Regions from separate parts of the Mus musculus genome. Here region 2 is linked to region 1. The links are chromatin contacts, called in public HiChIP or PLAC-seq maps. All regions are on one chromosome and are shown on one strand. Each heading gives the region's core, a stretch centred on a gene start, on an enhancer-like site or on the middle of the called end of the contact. The rest is flanking DNA. Distances are from core to core; before and after follow the strand shown.

Evidence for each region. HiChIP or PLAC-seq counts read pairs in DNA pulled down with a chosen protein or histone mark.
Region 2: an H3K27ac HiChIP or PLAC-seq map of the HPC-7 cell line shows a contact between it and region 1, with 8 times the contacts expected there. The contact joins two enhancer-like sites. A contact is called at or near these places in 6 of 39 promoter capture datasets (3T3-L1-derived adipocytes, HPC-7-derived erythroid cells, the SN4741 cell line and 3 more), 11 of 484 Hi-C or Micro-C datasets (3T3-L1-derived adipocytes, the 63-12 cell line, the C10 cell line and 8 more), 7 of 115 datasets of contacts at active chromatin or transcription factors (DN3 thymocytes, the HPC-7 cell line, bone marrow-derived dendritic cells and 4 more) and 3 of 9 other capture datasets (adipose tissue, liver and pancreatic islet).

The regions. Positions count from the first base shown.
Region 1 is chr17:71,254,533-71,259,522 of GRCm38.p6, reverse strand. Emilin2 (elastin microfibril interfacer 2) reads left to right here. Exons shown (of 8, transcript NM_145158.4): 5 at 2,831-3,199; 6 at 3,511-3,543; 7 at 4,276-4,404. Among named protein-coding and RNA genes, the nearest start is that of Emilin2, 54 kb to the left of the region's middle. Within about 2 kb of position 2,237, at least 106 of the 459 cell types and tissues checked have an H3K27ac peak or open chromatin away from gene starts, as enhancers often do. A contact at or near this core is called in the HPC-7 cell line and bone marrow-derived macrophages, where this site is marked.
Region 2 is chr17:71,336,052-71,341,041 of GRCm38.p6, reverse strand. 4930471L23Rik (RIKEN cDNA 4930471L23 gene) reads right to left here. Exons shown (of 3, transcript NR_045460.1): 3 at 1,296-1,566. It also overlaps the pseudogene Gm4566. Among named protein-coding and RNA genes, the nearest start is that of 4930471L23Rik, 23 kb to the right of the region's middle. Within about 2 kb of position 2,996, at least 13 of the 459 cell types and tissues checked have an H3K27ac peak or open chromatin away from gene starts, as enhancers often do. A contact at or near this core is called in the HPC-7 cell line and bone marrow-derived macrophages, where this site is marked.

The DNA.
Region 1 (4,990 bases), core at 988-3,487:
GCTTCATGCTGCAGAAGCAAGACTGCTTAAGCCCCTTTGGGCAGATCTCAGAGGGCTTCCCAGAGGAGGTGGTGTTTGAACCAGACTGACAGCAAGGATGGGTGCTGAATGGGTGGTTTCAGGGGTAGACACAGCACAGCAAAGCCAAGTCAGGGAGACTCAGGGAAGAGCTTGTCACCAGCGCTGGAGTGGGAACTGGATAGCAGAGGAGGTGAGGTTTGGGTTTATAGGCCGTAGAAAACCAGATTTTTGACTAGTGCATATGAATTATCCAGAATGTCCCATGGCATTTTCATATGACTGCGCAATGCTCTTAGACCTCTCACCTCCCCTTACCCTCCATTCCTTCTTCCCTTGTTTTAAGGTTTTTATGTGTACACTTGTACACACCTTCACGTGTCGAGGGTGGAGGTCAAGGCCAAATGTCTTTGTCACTTCCTACCTTTCTTAAAGATGGTTTTGTGTATGGGTGTTTTGCCTGCATGGATGTCTGTACAATACACACACACACACGCACACACACACACACAGACACACACACACACACACACACACACACACACACACACACACACACGGTGCCTGAAGGTGACAGAAGGTATCAAATCCCTGGGACTCAGAGTTGTGAGCTGTCATGTGCATGTTGGAATTGCACTTGGGTCTTCCAGAGTAGCCAGTGTTTGCAACGCCGAACCATCATTCCAGCCCTAAGATTTTTATTTTAGGTATATGAGTGTTTGTCCACATGAATGCACACACGTATCAAGTGAGTGCCTGCGTAACTGGCTTTTCACGGAGGCACTAGGGGTAGGGCTCAGGTTCTCATGCTTGCTTGGCAAAACACATTACCCATGGAGCCATCTTCCAAAATGCTCTGTGCCTTTAAGAAACCCACCTCCTTCATTTCTTCTCTCTCCCATCTTACCCATTTCCCAGAAAAGTCTCTCCCCTCCTGATTTCACATCCTGTTTCTGTTTTTGAGATAGGGTCTCACCATGTTGCCTAAACCTGACTGTTCACCAGGCAGGCCTTGAACTCACAGAGGTCCTCCTGCCTCTCCCTCTTGAGTGCTGGAGTTAAAGGCAGGCACCACCACAATTGGCTTATGACCTTTCAGGGGAAAAAAAAAAGTCCATATTCACAAGGGGTTGAGGAAAAGGCTCAGAAGTGCCAAGTATGGGCAAAGACTAGTGAAGACCCAGAACTCTTATAAATGCCTGTAATTCTAGCCTCAGATGGTAGAGACAGGATATCTATCCCCAGAGCAAGCTGGCTAGCAAGACGAGCTCTATCAGTGTGCACAAAGTTTGATCGAGAGAACCTGCCCCCGCGAGGAATGGGGAGCCACTGAGGCTGGTTCAATATTAACCTCCAGCTTCTACTTTGTTTACACAAAGGTACCACATACAGAGGATGCATCCATGCACATCACATATAGGAAAAAATGGAAATAGATTTCATATGTGAGGAAACTGTGCCATCAACTGCCAACAGCCCCTCAACATAATTTTCTATATTATAAAATATATCCAAGTTCTTTTCAGTTCTGTGTTTAAAATATTAGCACATTTTCTTCTGGAACTTCCTTGCTTCCTGGTAGCCCTGGGCTGGTCTTTCTCTGGACGTGCCTGCAGGCACAGGGCTTTCCATCTCTGTCTTCCCCACATTCCAGGATAACCTTTAACCTTTGTCCTGTGAAAGACCCTCAACTCTGTTTTCATGGCTTCATCCCTTGTTTCTGTGGAATGCAGGCACAGGCTGGCCTAGAACCTGTGACCCTCCTGCCTTGCTCATTCCATCACATCTGCTTACTGCCTGCACCCACATCGGGGTCATCCAGATGTTTCCCTTAGGAGAACTGACATGGAGACTACTGGAATTATTTTCTGTGGAGCCTATTCTGAAAATTGATCAGAAAACGGCTGAGAAATAACTTTTCGGGAGGACGTTTTGATCATCGGCTCTTGGGTGGAAGGAGGGCACGTATTTCATGTACAATATATATTTTATAGAACTTTAAAGCAACTCTAGACAGTGGGCCAAAATGCAGTGGCTGATGGAGCCTCACATGGTCCAGCTCTATGTCCTGGGACATATGAGGCACCAGACTAATGAAAGAGGAAGGTGCTCTCTGCATTCGCGAGCAGTATGTTTTCAGATGTCTTGTGAGCACGTAGCAAGGGGTCTTTAGAATGCTAGTTCCAGGAATGTATTCAGAGGAAGGAAAGGGTGGCAGCTCTTGGCTGAGTCACTGTGGTGGCCACCTCAGACAGGCAGAAACACCCGAAACAGGAGATTGCTCCACTGGTGATCTGAAAGTGTGGTGTTTCTTTGGGGTCTTTGTAGGGGCAACCAAGGTTCCTGACACCTGATGGGGAAGTCAAGGGGTCTTCATGACAGCCCTTCTTCACAAGCCAGCGGTGAGGCCAGTGGCCTGACGCTGAGGCTAGCTTGCTTTAGAGGTTGTAGTAGTGGTGGCATTAGCCTCGTGGTAATGTGACTCATCCATGACAAGAGTATGCGTTGAAAGGACACGTGTATTGGAGCCTGAATCGCACTGTTTTGGAGTGTTGCCATCTACCTCGAGGTGGCCCCTGCTGTCTTCCCAGCTCTCCGTGGGTAGTCAGTGGCAGCTTGGCTGGAGTTCCTTCAGAAGATGCCAGGCAAACTGTCCCAGGCTCTAGTACTGTTTATGTCCCATTGGAGAGAGCGCCTCAGCTACACAGGCACAGCCATTTGTAGTCGACCAAGTGACACTGATCAAAGGTCATGGAAGCCTTACACAGGGGACCTGGAGACATTTGAACATTGTTTTCTTTCTCACTTCTAGCAGAGGAACCCTCAGAAGCAACCGAGGGACCGTCTGGGAAGACTCCCCTAGAATCCACCAGACCTTCAGAGGAGGCCCCCACTGAACCACCCCGGCTGACCCCACTGCCAGAAGACCCTGCAGGACCACCACAGACAGGCCAGCAGCCAGTATTGCCCCAGAGGCCCCTGCAGCCACCACCTTTGCCTGCCTGGCCTGGTCGCACGGGGTTGCCCTTCTTGCCTGGCTCTAGTGGCGTCATCATGGAGACTGGAGAGGCGGGGCCTCCAGGCAGGATGGGCGTGTCCGGAAGGGGCCTGCCTCGGGGAGTGGATGGCCAGATGGGGCAGGGGCCCATTCATAGCTCGGAAGGCTATGCAGGGGCACCAGGTAAGTCTGCCCTGCAGATGACACATGATGGCAGACTGTTCTAGCCTTGCCCGTTGGTGTGTTCTGTGGGTCCGGAGTTCCACCTTTGGGGGACAAAGTTCAGGAAGGTAGCTTCCGAAGGGCACGAGAGTTCAGAGGAGCCTCTTTTTTGCTTATTTGACATGTGGGTATCAGGAGCACAAAACCCAGGGAAGGGTGAGAATAGTGAGGTTGACATAGCCAGAATTGGGGACTACAGCCATCCCGGAAGGGAGAAAGAGGTCTGGAAAATATCTGTGCAGGACTTGACATTCCACTCTCTTTGTTTTCAGGCTACCCCAAGTCACCTCCTGTAACCACCCCAGGTATGTCTATGCGGATCCCTGCTCTCCTTGGTGGTCTCAGCCCTGCATTTCCTGTCTCCTCCCTTGGGGCTGCTGACATGGGTAGACAGCCTGGAGCCTAGGCCCTTCCACACCTAGCAGACACCCTGGTCTTGGTCTCTGTGGACTGAACCCCTAGAGAGACTCAGAGGCAGGAATTCTCCCTCCTACATGGTCTCTGTTCATGTTTCCCAAGGGGAGGCTGGGTGGGCTGTACCCTGTGTGGTCCTGATGAGTTTTACTGGCTTACAAGCCAGCAGCTCCCTAGATGATTCTCTATGGGCCCAGCATCAGCTCCTGATGGATGCAGTTAGGCAGCACACAGCAGCCTCACCTTCCATTCTCATTCTCTCTCTCTCCTCTCTCTCTCTCTCTCTCTCTCTCTCTCTCTCTCTCTCTCTCTCTCTCAGTGCACAGCAACCTCACCTTCCATTCTCATTCTCTCTCTCTCTCTCTCTCTCTGTCTCTCTGTCTCTGTCTCTCTCTCTCTCTCTCTCACACACACACACACACACACACACACACACACACACGCACTCGCACATGTGCGTGCAGGCACACTACGCAGACAATCCCTTTGAGGCTTTCGTATGCAGTTTGTGTGTCTCACACATTTGTCCAGTTTCTCTGTACTAGCCCTTGGTCTGCCAAGGGGAGTCTCTGGACTTTCAGAAGATAGGCAGGTCCACATGCTCTGGCTTCTCTCTGCCCTAGGGGTGCCGCTGCCCACTCTGGTGTCCTTTTCAGCCGGTCTTACCCAGAAGCCTTTTCCCAGCGATGGAGGCGTTGTTCTCTTCAATAAGGTGCTGGTGAACGATGGGGATGTATACAACCCCAACACTGGTGAGTATCTACAGTGGAATTCTGTCTGGCTCCACGGAGGCTGGGGAGAACCTAAGCTGGGCAGTGGATTGCCACCAGACCTCTAATTCTTGGGCTGCAGCGTGGGAGGGCAGCACATGGCCTCACTATACTTTTGGAACTGCCGCTCAATTCTTAATGGTTATTATTATTTTTTTTTTTTTTTGCCAGCTATGACCCGTCACACCCCAGCCCCCTCTCCTCCATCCGCCCCCTAGCGGCCATCAAGCATGCTTTCTCTATGAATGTTCAGAGGCAGGGACTCCCTTCAGAATCTTGTTTTTATGATGAGCCAAAAAAGGGGGGGGGGCTGTGTTCTCTCCAGAAGGGACTGAGGCTAGTTAGTGTGTGGGGCCTCACATACCGAGACAGAATTAAACAGTGGACTTTGGAAGGTGCCTGTAGCACCCATGCCTATTCTAGGGAACCCTGGAGACTGTGGAAGGAGCTGCTAGGAGCTCCGACAGCACAGCCATCTTGCCCTTCCTCTGGCTTGTGGTGTCTCACCTGTCCCCAGACCATCTCCTGATAGTCACACACGAGTTTTTCCTACCCCTTAAAGGGTAAT
Region 2 (4,990 bases), core at 1,747-4,246, 81 kb before region 1:
AAAATGTGTGAGTAACTGAAGGTGTCAGACTCAAGCACACTTCCTACTGTATGTGAGAATACTGTAATACCATAAAACACACCTGTGGCTTCTGTACTGGCCGTAACAATAAAATTATGTTCATCTGAGTACATGACAGAAAAAAAAAAATCACATTTAAATACTGATGGGCAAGTTATTTCACAATGTTTTTGTATTATAGTGGGGTTTGTTTAGTTTTTGGGTTGTTTTTGGTTGGTTGGTTTGGGGTTGGCTTTTCAAAGCAGGGTTTCTCTGTGTAACAGCCCTGGGTGTCCTGGAACTCACTTTGTAGACAAGGTTGACCTCGAACTCAGAGATCTGCCTGCCTCAGCCTCCTGAATGCTGGGACTAAAGGTGTGCACCACCACGCCCGGCTATCATATCACATCTTATCACATCATATTGTCAACTGTATCACAGGAACACATCATTCCCAGTGAACTGTAGACTGCTGGCTATAAAATCCTTACCTCACACAAAATAGATCTAAGATCTGAATATAAGAACAGAAACTATAGGCCAGACAGTGGTGGCGCACGCCTTTAATCCCAGCACTTGGGAGGCAGAGGCAGGCGGATTTCTGAGTTTGAGGCCAGCCAGGTCTACAAAATGAGTTCCAGGACAGCCAAGGCTACACAGAGATAACCCTGTCTCAAAAAACAAAAAACAAAACAAAACAAAAGAACAGAAACTATAAAATACTCTTAAAGGAGTTGGGGCTGGGGGGTGGGAGGAGTAGGTAAGTGACTTCACAAAGATTTTTAAATGTTTCTCTTCCAAAGATTCTTTGATGAGCATCAGAAAGATCAGTAAGGAGAATTAGGGAAGATATCTGCAAAACATGAATCTCATAAAAAGCACTCATACCTCAAAAACTTACGCCTGGAGCCAGGGACTGGAGAGATGGCTCAGCGGTTAAGAGCACCGACTGCTCTTCCAGAGGTCCTGAGTTCAATTCCCAGCAACCACATGGTGGCTCACAACCATCTGTAATGAGATCTGATGTCCTCTTCTAGTGTGTCTGAAGAGAGCAGTGGTGTACTCACATACATAAAATGAATAAATCTGAAAGGAAGGAAGAAAGAAAGAGAAGAAAGAAAGAAAAGAATGGAGCCAGGCAGTGGTGCACACCTTTAATCCCAGCACTTGGTAGACAGAGGCAAGAGGATCTCTGAGTTTGAGGCCAGCCTTGTCTACAAAGTGAATTTTAGGTCAGTAATGGCTACACAGAGAAACCCTGTCTTAAACAAAACATTTACTTTTTTTTTTTTTTTAAGAATGGACAAAGATTAGACATTCCTCCACAGGAGATAAACTCATTTCCTGTGTACCCAAAATGATGTGTGACTTTGATTACTCATGAGGGAAACCCTCATTAAAATCATAAAAAGATAGACTACAAGTCCACCTGGGTGACTTGAATATAAGAGGCAGCCGCTGGAGCCCCCACATCCTTCCTGGTGGGCGTGTGAACGGGAGCCTCCACACTGTCAAGCGAACCTGGAGTTACCTCTTGATCCATCAGTTCCAATCCCAGGGATGTCCCTAGGAGAAACAAACCATAACTTCATTATGTTCCGCAATATGAATGTTCACAAAAACCTCATTCCTGGATGTGGGAGGGAGCTATGCACAGTGATCCCAGCAGACCGCTGTGATGATCAGACACAGCTGTGCAAAACATGGCGCCACCGCAGAAGCAAAATTAGAGGGTTATCTGGGGAAGAGAGGCCAGGTAAGACTGAAGGCCTAGCACAAGGAGGGAGGGAGGGAGGCTGTTTTCCTCAAAACTGTAACAGACAAAGTGAATTCATGGGGCTGAGCAAATGGTTCAGTGGTTGGAGATGCAATCCCACTGAGCCTTTCATAAGCACCTGTAACTCCAGCTCCAGGGGAAGCAACGATCTCTCTGGCCTCCTCAGCACCCACACATGTGAGCGCATGTATACATGCATACATACATACATACATACAACACACATACCTAAGTAAAAAAAAAAATTAAATTTTATGTCTGTGGGGTTTTGCCTACCTGTCTATCTGTTACCGTGTGCGCACACTGCCTGTGGAGGGTGTTGGATCCCCAGGAACTGAAGTTACAGGTGGTTGTGAACTGCCATGTGGGTGCTGGGAATCGAACCTGCATTCTCTGGAAGAGCAGCTAGTGCTCTTAATTGCTGAGTCATCTCTACAGCCCCCAAATAAATTTTGTCTTGGTTTTTTTTTTGTTTTTGTTTTTAAAAAAACCACAGGGTTTCCTCTCTGTATCCCTGGCTGTCCTAGAACCTCCTTGTACCAGGTTCGCTTGACAGTGTGGAGGCTCCCGTTCACATGCCCACCAGGAAGGGTGTGGGGGCTCCAGCGGCTGCCTCTTATATTCAAGAACTCTGTAGACCAGGCTAACCTTGACCTTACAGAGATTCTCCTGCCTCTGCCTCCCAAGTGCTGGGATTAAAGGTGTGTGCTGCCATGCCTGGCCCCCAAATAAATATTTTTTAAAGAAATCTATAGCATTTTTATTCATATATGCTATCTGTAAATTGTATAAAATTAGCTTGTTAGTTAGAAAAACTTGCTTTTTTTTTTTTTCCATGTTGAGGATTGCACCTAGCTAGAGTCTCTCACATGCTTGTGCCTTGCCATTAAACTACTAAACTACATTACCCAAAAGTGTGTGTGTGTGTGTGTGTGTGTGTGTGTGTGTGCAGTCTTGGCTGCACTAAAATGGATCCTGTAGACCAGGCTGACCTCAGACTTGTGATCATCCTGCCTGGGCCCCTAGTGCTGAAATGATAGGTGTATGCCACCATGTCTAAGTGTTAGGAGTGGTCTTCCCTAAGGGACTGTAGCAACCTCTGAAGGACCCTATAGCCTAGGGAGTTAATAGCTTTGTTCTGTAACTGGCCTTCCTGAGCCCTTTGCCAAAGGTAACTCATGTGGTCTGACTGTGGTTTTCCTGAACATTAATATCAAGCAGTGTTGTGAAGATTTCAACCTTGAGTTGTAGGTGTTTATGCCTGCGTATACTCTTGCAGGATGAGTACAGACTGCCCTCGCCATCTGCATTTGACCCACCTTTAGCCTCTCATTATAAGGCAGTTCACACACGCTCCCATGAATTCACATATATAGAAGTCGTTTTGTTAGCGGTCCAGTGTCTTCCCAGTTGAGTGTGTAAGAGAGACTCACAGCTTTCTTAGTAAGTAAGGAGACTAGATAAGTGGTGTTTGAATGACTGCACCCAAAGAAGGAACTGCAATTGAGCAATTTCCTCCATCAGACAGACCTATGTCTGTAGGGTCCGGCGCATTGTGGGCAGTGCGTCCCACCCTCGGGGTGGTGTGGGGCAGATGGTGCTGGCCCGGATAAGAAAGGTAGCCGAGTAAGCTGGGAGAGGCTTTCTCTCCTCAGTGTTCTCTGCTTCAGTGCCTGCCTCTAGCTTCCTGCCCTAGCTTAATCAAATTAAATCCCTTTCTCCCCTAGTGGTTTTTGTCACAGCAACAAAACCCAAACTAGGACCCTGGGTCCCAATATGTAGACCAGGCTAACTCATCTTGGAGCTCTTCCTGCCCCACCTCCAGAGTTGTAGGACTAAAGGCATGTGCTCATTCGTTTCGACAAATAACTGCTCCTGGGAAGCAGTCTGAGAACGTGAACTTGATTTCGCCTCAGGGGCAAAATGGAGACTACATACAAAATGGCTGCACTTGAGCTGAGAGGAGTGAGCCTTGACAGTTTTCCTTTTAAATTTGTACTCCGTTTTTGGAAAGTTAACATTATTTACCAAGAAAAAAATTAAGTAAGGAGAGAATACATTTTCTTTTTCTTCTCCTTTTATTTCTTTTCCTCCAAACAAGGTTTCTCCGTGTAGCTCTGGTGGTCTGGAACTTGCTCTGTAGAACAGGTTGGCCTTGAACCTCTGCTTCCTAAATGCTAGAATTAAAGGTGTGCACTACCACTGGCCTAAGAATACATTTTCTGTCTTCTCACCTCTGGGGACTAGAGGACGAGTTGGGGGATACCACCCTATTGAGAACAGTGGTAAAGATTTCCTATTAAATTGTACTTTCTCTGTTTGTCTCTGTCTTTCTCTGTGTCTCTTTCAGTCTCTCTGTCTCTCTGTCTCTCCCTCTGTCTCTCTGTCTCTGTCTGTCTCTCTGCCTCTGTCTCTGTCTCTGTCTCTCTCTCTCTGTGTGTGTGTGTGTGTGTGTGTGTGTGTGTGTGTGTGTGTGTGTGTAGCTCTGGATGGCCTGGAACTTGATTTGTAGACCAGGCCAGCTTCTGCTGGGATTCGAGGAGGATTCAAGGCTGCTCCACCACAGCTGGCCACAGCTGGCCACAGCTGGCCACAGCTGGCCACAGCTGGCCACAGCTGGCCACAGCCTCAAACCCAGAGAGCTCCTGCTTCAGCTTGCTGAGCATGAGACCGACAGGAATAAGCCGCCATTAACCTAGTGAGGTCAGTCATAACGAGTCTGTTCTCCAAGACGGACCACGGCTGCATATGTGTTTAGGAACAGCGTAAAATGTAGGTGGCTTTGATTTGTCATCACTGACAACTCCCAGGTGGCTCTTGCTAAGAAGTGCCCTGCCGACTCCTTCTCCTCCTCCCCCCTCCCCTCCTCCCCTATTCCTCCTCCTCCTTCTCCTCCTCCTCCTTTATCTTCTTCTTTTTATGTTTTTTTTTTTTAAATTGGTTTGGTTTGGTTTGGTTTTTCAAAACAGAGTTTCTCTGTGTAGCCCTGGCTGTCCTGGAACTTTCTCTGTTGACCAGGCTAGCCTTGAATTCAGAAATCTGTCTGCCTCTGCCTCACAAGTATTGGGATTAAAGGTGTGCCACCACTACCCAGCCCTCCTCCTCTTCCCCCCCTCCTCCCACTCCTCCCCTCCCCTTCCCCCCCTCCTCTTCCTCCTCCTCCCCCTCCTCTTCCTCCTCCTCCTCCTCTTCTCCTTCTTCTTCTTCTTCTTC